Regions from separate parts of the Mus musculus genome. Here regions 2 and 3 are each linked to region 1. The links are chromatin contacts, called in public HiChIP or PLAC-seq maps. All regions are on one chromosome and are shown on one strand. Each heading gives the region's core, a stretch centred on a gene start, on an enhancer-like site or on the middle of the called end of the contact. The rest is flanking DNA. Distances are from core to core; before and after follow the strand shown.

Region 1 (2,862 bases), core at 149-2,648:
CCTTGGTCATGGTGTCTGTTCACAGCAGAAAAACCCTAACTAATACAACTTATGACATGCAATTTTATGTATTTCTATGCTGCTTCAATAAGACACTGAAAGAAGGAATCCCTAGCCCCGCATCTACTACTCATAGTTACCCAAGACAGGTAATGATCTGGTTGCTAGGAAAAAAGAGCAAGGTCACATCTTCAAATTGACATGCTGATACAGTTAAGAGTCTTCAAATTAAGCATGGTTTTTCTCTCCCCTTCCTTCCTTCTTTCCTTCCTTCTGTCCTTCCTTTCCCAGAATTCAGTGTACTACTTCTGATGTTCAGTAATCACCCAAACCAATGGAAGTCTTTAATATTTTGCTGCTAGGGTTCAGGAAATCAGCTTTTAAGTTACCCTTCTCTGACTTTTCTTAGGTTTTTTTTTTTTTTTTTTTTTTTTTTTTTTTTTGGGTTTTCGAGACAGGGTTTCTCTGTATAGCACTGGCTGTCCTGGAACTCACTTTGTAGGCCAGGCTAGCCTCGAAATCAGAAATCTGCCTGCCTCTGCCTCCCGAGTGCGGGATTAAAGGCGTTCACCACCATGCCCGGCTGACTTTTCTTAGGTTTAAGGATTCTCCAACAGGGACATCGTCCGAGTTAAAACCTGGGTTTGATGGTACTTGGAAGGCAGAGGCAGGAAGATCTCTGTGAGTTCAAGGCCAGCCTGGTCACAAAGCGAGTTCCAGGACAGCCAGGGGGTTCATACAGAAAAACCCTGTCTTGAAAAAGCAAAAAAATTTTAAGGGTGGTGGGGTGGGTGGTGGGTGGGGAGGAAACCAATCTAAACAATTCAATTCCTTTTACAGTACCTGTAGGAAAGAATCAGGGCCATTTTCACTTTCCTTCTCCAGAATCCATTTTTCATTCTTCCTATCATTGTCCCCTGTCAGGCTGTGGGTTGACTGAGTTAAATCAGTTTAACTTGGAAGAACTGTCATTTTTACAAAGCTCCCTCTTTTTTACTTAGGACTATGGTAAGCCTCTTCGTGAGTTCAAGTTTAATTTTTATTCTCAGGTAGGATTCTGCAGTTTTCTTCATATAATGTCTAGATTTTTCTTAGTAGAGTTATTACTTGTTTTATGTTCTTGTTGCTACTGTGAATGGAATCTTTCCTCCCCCCTCCCCACCCCCCCATTCAAAACTAAACCCATAGGGCGTTAGGATCTCTATCACTCCTTTCGGCTGTGAGACTCTATGGTTTTCTTGGTTCTATGACAACATTCTATTACCGCCTACATTTTCCGAACCCGAAGGAAGGCGGCAACAGCGAGTACCTGCGCCAAGGTTCCCTCTATCTGGCCTTTGTTCTCCGCTCGATGGTACTGCGCATGCGTAGTTGCCTCAGCACGGTCCCCGCCTTCCCGACCGCGGGCCCAGCTCCGTAGCGCCGGCGCACTGGCGCGCTCCGTTCACACGCTCCGCGGCCTGTAAGGCACCGCGAGTTCCGGCTGTCGCCGTCACCGCCGCGGCTCCTGGAGGTCGGTTGCGACGAGTAACGGCGCCGGGACGAGCCCCGCGCCTTCGTTTCCTATATGTATCCGAATTGGGGCCGGTATGGCGGGAGCAGCCACTATCCGCCGCCGCCGGTGCCGCCGCCGCCGCCACCGGTGGCGCTTCCCGAGGCCTCGCCGGGGCCCGGGTACTCCAGTTCGACGGCTCCCGCGGCCCCTTCCTCTTCAGGCTTCATGAGCTTCCGAGAGCAACACTTGGCGCAGCTCCAGCAGCTGCAGCAGATGCACCAGAAGCAAATGCAGTGCGTGCTCCAACCCCACCATCTTCCTCCGCCCCCGCTGCCACCCCCGCCGGTGATGCCCGGGGGCGGCTACGGAGACTGGCAGCCGCCTCCGCCACCGATGCCCCCGCCACCTGGACCAGCCCTCAGTTATCAGAAGCAGCAGCAGTACAAACACCAGATGATCCACCACCAACGAGATGGGCCTCCGGGTTTGGTTCCAATGGAGCTGGAGTCCCCTCCTGAATCTCCCCCTGTACCTCCAGGATCCTACATGCCCCCATCCCAGTCGTACATGCCTCCACCTCAGCCACCACCCTCGTACTATCCCCCTTCCTCCGCTCAGCCCTACCTGCCTCCTGCTCAGCCATCCCCTTCACAGTCTCCACCTTCCCAGTCCTATCTGGCGCCCACTCCTTCTTATTCTTCCTCGTCCTCCTCACAATCATATTTGAGCCATTCCCAGCCCTACTTACCCCCTTCTCAGGCCTCTCCTTCCCGCTCCTCCCAGGGCCCTTCTAAACCCCAGCTACCACCACCACCGTCCATCCCTTCTGGGAATAAAACAGCTATCCAGCAAGAGCCTTTGGAGAGTGGGGCCAAGAACAAGACTGCTGAACAGAAGCAAGCTGCTCCTGAACCAGATCCCTCTACAATGACTCCACAGGTAAGCACTGTGTCACATCTTTCATTTAGGCTTTACGTGAGCAGGTCTTGGGCTTTAACCAGCTAATGCCTATCGTAATTCCAACAGCCAACGACTAGCCCATTCATACTCCAAAGATCCCCTAAGAGTCAGCCCTGAAAGCCAGGTTTTAAATTGACCATAGATTACCAAAAGAAGAGTAAAGATAAGACTAGGCACTTGAAGTTGTAGTAGGTTGGCACTAGATTTATTTCTCAAATGTATGCCTTAGTTTTCTTTGACCAGCATTCAGTATTTATTGTTGCACAGAGCTTTGTTTTAATTTTTTTTTAAACTAAGATTTTCATGGGGAGGCAGTATAAAAGAAAATTCTTAAAGGACTGATGTTTAAATACATGTAAATATTGACCAGTTAATTTCTTAGGACCAGCAAAATATGCAGGGGCCAG
Region 2 (2,862 bases), core at 171-2,670, 97 kb before region 1:
CAGGCTTTCGAGCTCGGCACTCATGTGTATCATTCCACTGAATCCACACAACCACCAGATGAAACAGATAGCATTGTTATTCCTAGTTTGCAGACAGAGAAACCGAGGCATCAGGCAACAATACCCACCAATAGGCTTATAATTTATTAAGGAAATACGACCAAAAGGTGACACTTTGGATGAAAAAAGGACAAAATCAATGTTTACCTCTGTCCCAAAGAGCTCACGTCTCAGTTTTCTTCACTGACCCCATTTGCCCACATTTCTAGCTGCTACTATGGTGGTTGGGTACAAAAAGCAGCCCTCACTTACTGGTCTTGGGATAGACATACTCATTGTTCCCAAATTCAGTGAAGCATGATCAGAATTTTTCAAAGGAACTTAACTACAAAGGCTGGTGAGACAGCTTAGAGGATAAGCATGCTTGCTGCACAAGCATGAAGTCCTAAGTTCAAATCCCCAGCACCTACATGAAAAGTCATGCATGGCCACAGGCCTGGAACCTTAGGGCTGGGAAGGGGGGACAAAAACAGGAGAATCACTGGTCGATGCTGGCCAGCAGCCTAGCTCTAGATTCATGAGAGACCCAGTTAAAGGGAGTAAGGTGGAGAAGGACAGAGCTGGACATCTCCTCTGGCCTCATAAATGAATAGTATGCACACCCTCACATGAGTGTGTGTGCGCGCACACACAAACACATGCTTAAAAGAAGCTTATCTAGAAACTCAGAAGAAACAGAACAAAATAAAAATATAAAACACTGGGTATAGTAGTGCAGTCTATAGTACTAGCACTTAGGGTTAAGACAAAAGGATAACAAGTTCAAGGCCAGCTTGGGCTTCAAAGTGAGTTTCAGAACAGTCTGAGATACCTAGCACAGTTCTACCTCAAAGAATTTTGCATGGGCACACACAAATTATATAAATTTAATATAAATGTGTAATATATAAAATATATTCTCCAATAATCTAGGAGGGGGAAAGTTTAGAAAGAATATTTAAGCCAGGTGTGGAGGTGCACGACTTTAATCCCAGAACTCAGGAGGCAGAGGCAGGTGGATCTCTGAGTTCAAGGCCAGCCTGGCCTACAGAGTGAGTTCCAGGACAGACAGGGCTATTCAGAGAAAATCTGACTTAAAAACAAAACAAAACAACTAACAAAAATTAGCAATATTTGTGTCCTAAGATTAGGAAAATGACAACCACTGGTTGTACGTGTGTGTGTGTGTGTGTGTGTGTGTCTGTGTGTGTGTTAATGTTGATGGTAAAGATTGAACTCTGGTTCTCATACTTTATCATCTGAGCTACCTTGTCAGCTCTTTGTGCTCTTTTTTAAATTAAATTTATTTATTCACTTTACAACCCAATATCAGCCCTTTCTCTCCTCCCAGTACCCTGTCACTTAAGTCCTCCCTCCCATTTCCCTTAGAAAGGGAAGCCCCACTCCAGGTGTACACACACACACACACACACACACACACACACACACACACACCCTACCCCTACCACCCTACCCCTATCTCTCCACCCTGCACATCAAGTTGCTGAGAGACTAAGCACATCCTCTCCCACTGAGGTTAGACGAGGCTGTCTATGTAGAGGTGTGGGATCCAGAGCAGGCAAGTGGGCAACAGGCTCAGGGAGAGCCCCTGCTCCAGTTGTTGGGAATCCACATGAAGACCAAGCTGCTCATCTACTACATATGTGCAGGGGGTGGGGAGCTAGGTTCAGTCCATACTCATTTTTTGATTGGTTATTCAGTCTTTGGGAGCCCCAAGGGTCCAGGTTAGTTGACTCTGTTAGTCTTCATGTAGCGTCCCTGTCCTCTTCATGTCCCTCAGTCTTTCTCCCAACTCTTCTCTAAGCCTCCCCAAGCTCCATCTACTGTTTGGCTGTGGGTCTCTGCATCTCTTTCCATTGGCTGCTGGGCAGAGTCTCTCAGAGGACAGTTAGATTCCTATCTACACATTTGCGTTCTTACTATATGCCATTTTCTTTCATCCTCAACATATGAGACCTGAGTTGTCATCTCACTTCACAGATAAGGAGAGTGACGCTCAGAGAGTTAGGCCACCTGCCAGCTCAGACAAATGAGGAGTCACCATGCATACTTCCCTCCCTCCACCTCTCTGTCACTGCAGTGCCAGGGACTGAACCTTTGAATATGTTAGGAAAGTATCCTACCCCTGACCTACAACCCTACGTCTTCTTTCTGTTGAGATAGACTGTTGCTATGTAGCCCAGTTTAGCCTCAAACTTGAATCCTCCTGCTTAAGCCTCCTGACTGTCACTACATTTGTCTGTGCTCTCAAGCCCTAAATGAAAGAAGTGGTCTAGAGGGATACTCTAGACCTTGTGTCCGTGAGCAGAGAGAGCTGATTCTCAGTGGGGGAGCTTGAGTTGGCACCGTGGCCTGTGGGATGGATTCCCAGATTTTTCCCAGGAAATAACGTGGGCTTTTTCTCTTCCAGTTAGTCTTATGGTCCTCATATCTGCTAGCCAAAAGAAAACAAAGAAATTAAACACTGTATTTCCCCTCGTCCTTCATTTTAAGGTACCTCATGACAGGCTCCGTTTCCGTATTCTATTAACTGTGAGTTCCCAATGCCTGGGGTGATGTGAGTGCAGCCTGGAAGCCAGGGCCTGGCTTATGGTCAATGCATTACCATGCTCATCACCTAGAGGCCTCTTTCTTTAATTACATCAGTAAGTCATCCTGGTTCTCTTGGTATGTGAATCATTCAGTAAAACCTTCACTGGAGCTGATAGTAATAGTTACTGAGAAGAAGTAGTCATTGAGTTCATGAGCTGTCTCTTTAAATCTTCATAGCCATCCAAAGATACAGAAATTCTTTCTGCTTTC
Region 3 (2,862 bases), core at 180-2,679, 88 kb after region 1:
GTGCTGGGATTAAAGGCCTGTGCCACCACGCCTGGCATAAAACTATTTTCATTGCTACTTCATAACTGTAATTTTGCTCCTGTTATGAATCATAAGTATCTGATATGCACGGTGGTCTTAGAAAGATCCCTGTGAAAGGGTCATTTGACACTCCCCTCCTCCCAAAGGGGCCACAACCCACAAGTTGAGAACAACTGTCCTAAGCACTTGCTTATTCTCTTCAGGTCAGTATCATCTAATATAGAAATTGTCTAACCCTGGAAAATACTTTGTAATGAATCAACTTCTATAGGTGAACATTTTATAGATATGTGTCAGGTGCAGGTTTACTGCAGGGATTATGATCCTTGGTCTTGGTGGTCAACTTGATTAGACCCAGAATCACCTAGGAGACCCATCCTTGGGCAGACATGTGAGAAGTTATCTAGATTAAAGTTAGCCTCTGTGAATGTCTGTGAAGGTCCATCTTAGTTTGGACTGCACCCATCTCTGGGCAGGGATCCCAGGACTGTTAAATGGAGAAACAGCCGGGTATTAGCGTCCATTGTTCTCTGCTTCCAATCATAAATGAGGTATGTCCTGCTGCCTTGACTTTAGTGATGATGAACTATACCCTTGTATTGTGAGCCAGAATAAATCCTTTCTTTCTTACATTGCTTTGTGAGGGTATTACAGCAAAAGAAACTAAGACTGTGGTGTGTATTACTAGTTACTAATGTAGGACACAGAAGCTCTTTGTATTAGTGCCTGTAACTTACTGTATATCAGACTGAGAATATTGTGAGAAATACCATGTTTGCTATATTGTAAGCTTTTCCCTAAGCACTAATCTAAAGGCAGTTAGAAACTTCAGAGAATAGCTCAGTGGTGGGGTGTGTGCTTAGCACACATGATGGATTCCCTGGGTTCAGCTGCTGAAACTCCTCTCAAAAAAGAGGGACGGAGGAGAGAAGTAGAAAGTACTTCAAACGTGAGTGTACATCATTCAGTCAGCCTGGTAGAGTGTTCTTTATCGCCAACCCATCACTATAGTCCTCAGAGTTCCTAACTTCTCAGTGTTGAGAAATGTTGCAACATGTGAGGTCTATGCAAATACTTTACAGCTTGTATGAATCCATCAAAAGATTTTGAGTTTCATTTGGGGATGTACATATCATGAAACTTTAAGCTACTTTACAGAACCAGTTCTTGCACCTCAAAAGGGGATGGGGACTAGAGTGGATAATTATGAAAATTCATACTATAGGTAGATAGATAGGAAGGAAGGAAGGCTGGTAGGCAGGCAGACAGACAGACAGATAGTGGAGAGAGAAGATAACTACTCGGGAAACCAGTGAAATTTCAGTTAGTTGGATTCTATTTTTGAGATAAGATCTTATATAGCCTAAGCCAGTCTGGAACTTGCCCAGACTTGTCTCGAACTCAAGAGTGGCCTTGAGTTTATAATCCTCTGACCTCCCACATGCTTGAATTTCCAGCTTTGTGCCACCACACTAGGGTTATGTGGAGCTAGAACCCAGGGCCTTGAGCAGGCTAGACAAGCACTCCAACTGAACTAAATCCCCATCCCTGAGACTAGTTTAAAATAGACCTCCAAGAGGGGCCTGGTGTTGCACATCTTTAATCCCAGCACTTGGAAGGTATCTTCGGCTGGGTGCTGCGTGCCTGTAATCCTGCCCTGGGGAGGTAGAAGAATCCCTGCTTATCTTAGGCCAGCTTGCTTTATATGGTTCATTCTAGGCAGTTAGGGTTACCTAGACAGACTTGCCTCAACAAAAAGTTCCTAGTGTATCTGCTCTACAGGAGACCATCAGAGAACTGCCTGCTTTTGATAGGTGATTGAGCCTACCCTAGCCTATGACTATTGTCTGCCACTGAAGGAGTATAGCATTATACAGTACTTGAGTATGTCTGACTGGAGAGAGATCTGGCACTCACATATACCTTAATGGAAAAATTGACCAGACCTTTGGCAGCGTTGTGACTTCTGAAGGAACATAACTGGCTCCACTCATGCTCACAATAAGTTCCCAACACTGACAAAAGCGTACTTGGTAGACACAGGAAACTGGAATAAGACAGAATTCTTCAACTGGCAGGGCACACATATTTATACATTCTTCTGTGTCGAGCTCAGTGGTTAGAGAATGCTTCCTGGCATGGCTGCAGTATACAAATGTTTTCAATTTGAGCTAGCACTTTTTTTCCCATCTAATTAGCATTCAGGATAAAGTTCACAGCCCTCAGGTTTGAGACGGGACAGTCATATGGATCTGTGGAGTTGTTCCTATGACTGTCCCACTAGCTGTGTAACATTGCTCTGGAGAGTTACCTTGTTCCCAAACAACTGATGCCCTTGCACAGGCTACTCTGCTTGTGAATACTCAAAACTTAGGCTTGGCAAATTCCTTGGTTTTGATGAAAGGGGGCCTTGTGAGCATAGTAACAAATTAGAGAAATACTTGTATATAATTAGGTATATTGAGGGGCATTTAAAATAAGACTTGCCCTGGGTGTGGTGGCATATAACCTTAATCCCAGCACTCTGGAGGCAGAGACAAGCAGATCTCTGGGAATTTGAGGACAGCCAGTTCTACATATTTCCAAGACAGCCAGGGCTACATAGACCCTGTCTCAAAAGACCACACATACACAATTCATAGCTGGGAATGGAGTTCAGTGATAGAACTAGGCACTAGGATTAGTATCCAGTAAAACAAGCACCCCAAAACCTTAAGTAATCGATTAGATTTAATTATGTTTTGTTACTGTTCTCCACTATTTGAACAGAAACTTGAGAGGAAAGACTTTGTTTGTATTGGTGTAGTCTGACATGTCTAGCAATAGCCAACACCACCACCC

The links. HiChIP or PLAC-seq counts read pairs in DNA pulled down with a chosen protein or histone mark.
Region 2: an H3K4me3 HiChIP or PLAC-seq map of the SCID.adh cell line shows a contact between it and region 1, with 11 read pairs. The contact joins the enhancer-like site here to the promoter of Ylpm1 in region 1. A contact is called at or near these places in 1 of 39 promoter capture datasets (3T3-L1-derived adipocytes), 1 of 484 Hi-C or Micro-C datasets (nephron progenitors) and 7 of 115 datasets of contacts at active chromatin or transcription factors (the 230-238 cell line, the SCID.adh cell line, embryonic stem cells and 2 more).
Region 3: a contact with region 1 is called in an H3K4me3 HiChIP or PLAC-seq map of the SCID.adh cell line, with 11 read pairs. The contact joins the enhancer-like site here to the promoter of Ylpm1 in region 1. A contact is called at or near these places in 7 of 39 promoter capture datasets (3T3-L1-derived adipocytes, the HPC-7 cell line, cranial neural crest and 4 more), 1 of 484 Hi-C or Micro-C datasets (nephron progenitors), 3 of 115 datasets of contacts at active chromatin or transcription factors (the SCID.adh cell line and embryonic stem cells) and 3 of 9 other capture datasets (adipose tissue, liver and pancreatic islet).

What each region holds. Positions count from the first base shown.
Region 1 is chr12:84,994,923-84,997,784 of GRCm38.p6, forward strand. It overlaps Ylpm1 (YLP motif containing 1), which reads left to right and starts at 1,399. Exons shown (of 21, transcript NM_178363.4): 1 at 1,399-2,434. The coding sequence starts at 1,568.
Region 2 is chr12:84,898,116-84,900,977 of GRCm38.p6, forward strand. No RefSeq gene overlaps it. Among named protein-coding and RNA genes, the nearest start is that of Ltbp2, 23 kb to the left of the region's middle. Within about 2 kb of position 1,421, at least 1 of the 459 cell types and tissues checked has an H3K27ac peak or open chromatin away from gene starts, as enhancers often do. A contact at or near this core is called in the SCID.adh cell line, where this site is marked.
Region 3 is chr12:85,083,077-85,085,938 of GRCm38.p6, forward strand. It overlaps Prox2 (prospero homeobox 2), which reads right to left. Exons shown (of 5, transcript NM_001361238.1): 5 at 2,736-2,862. It also overlaps a transcript of Ylpm1 not described here. Among named protein-coding and RNA genes, the nearest start is that of Prox2, 13 kb to the right of the region's middle. Within about 2 kb of position 1,430, at least 29 of the 459 cell types and tissues checked have an H3K27ac peak or open chromatin away from gene starts, as enhancers often do. A contact at or near this core is called in the HPC-7 cell line and the SCID.adh cell line, where this site is marked.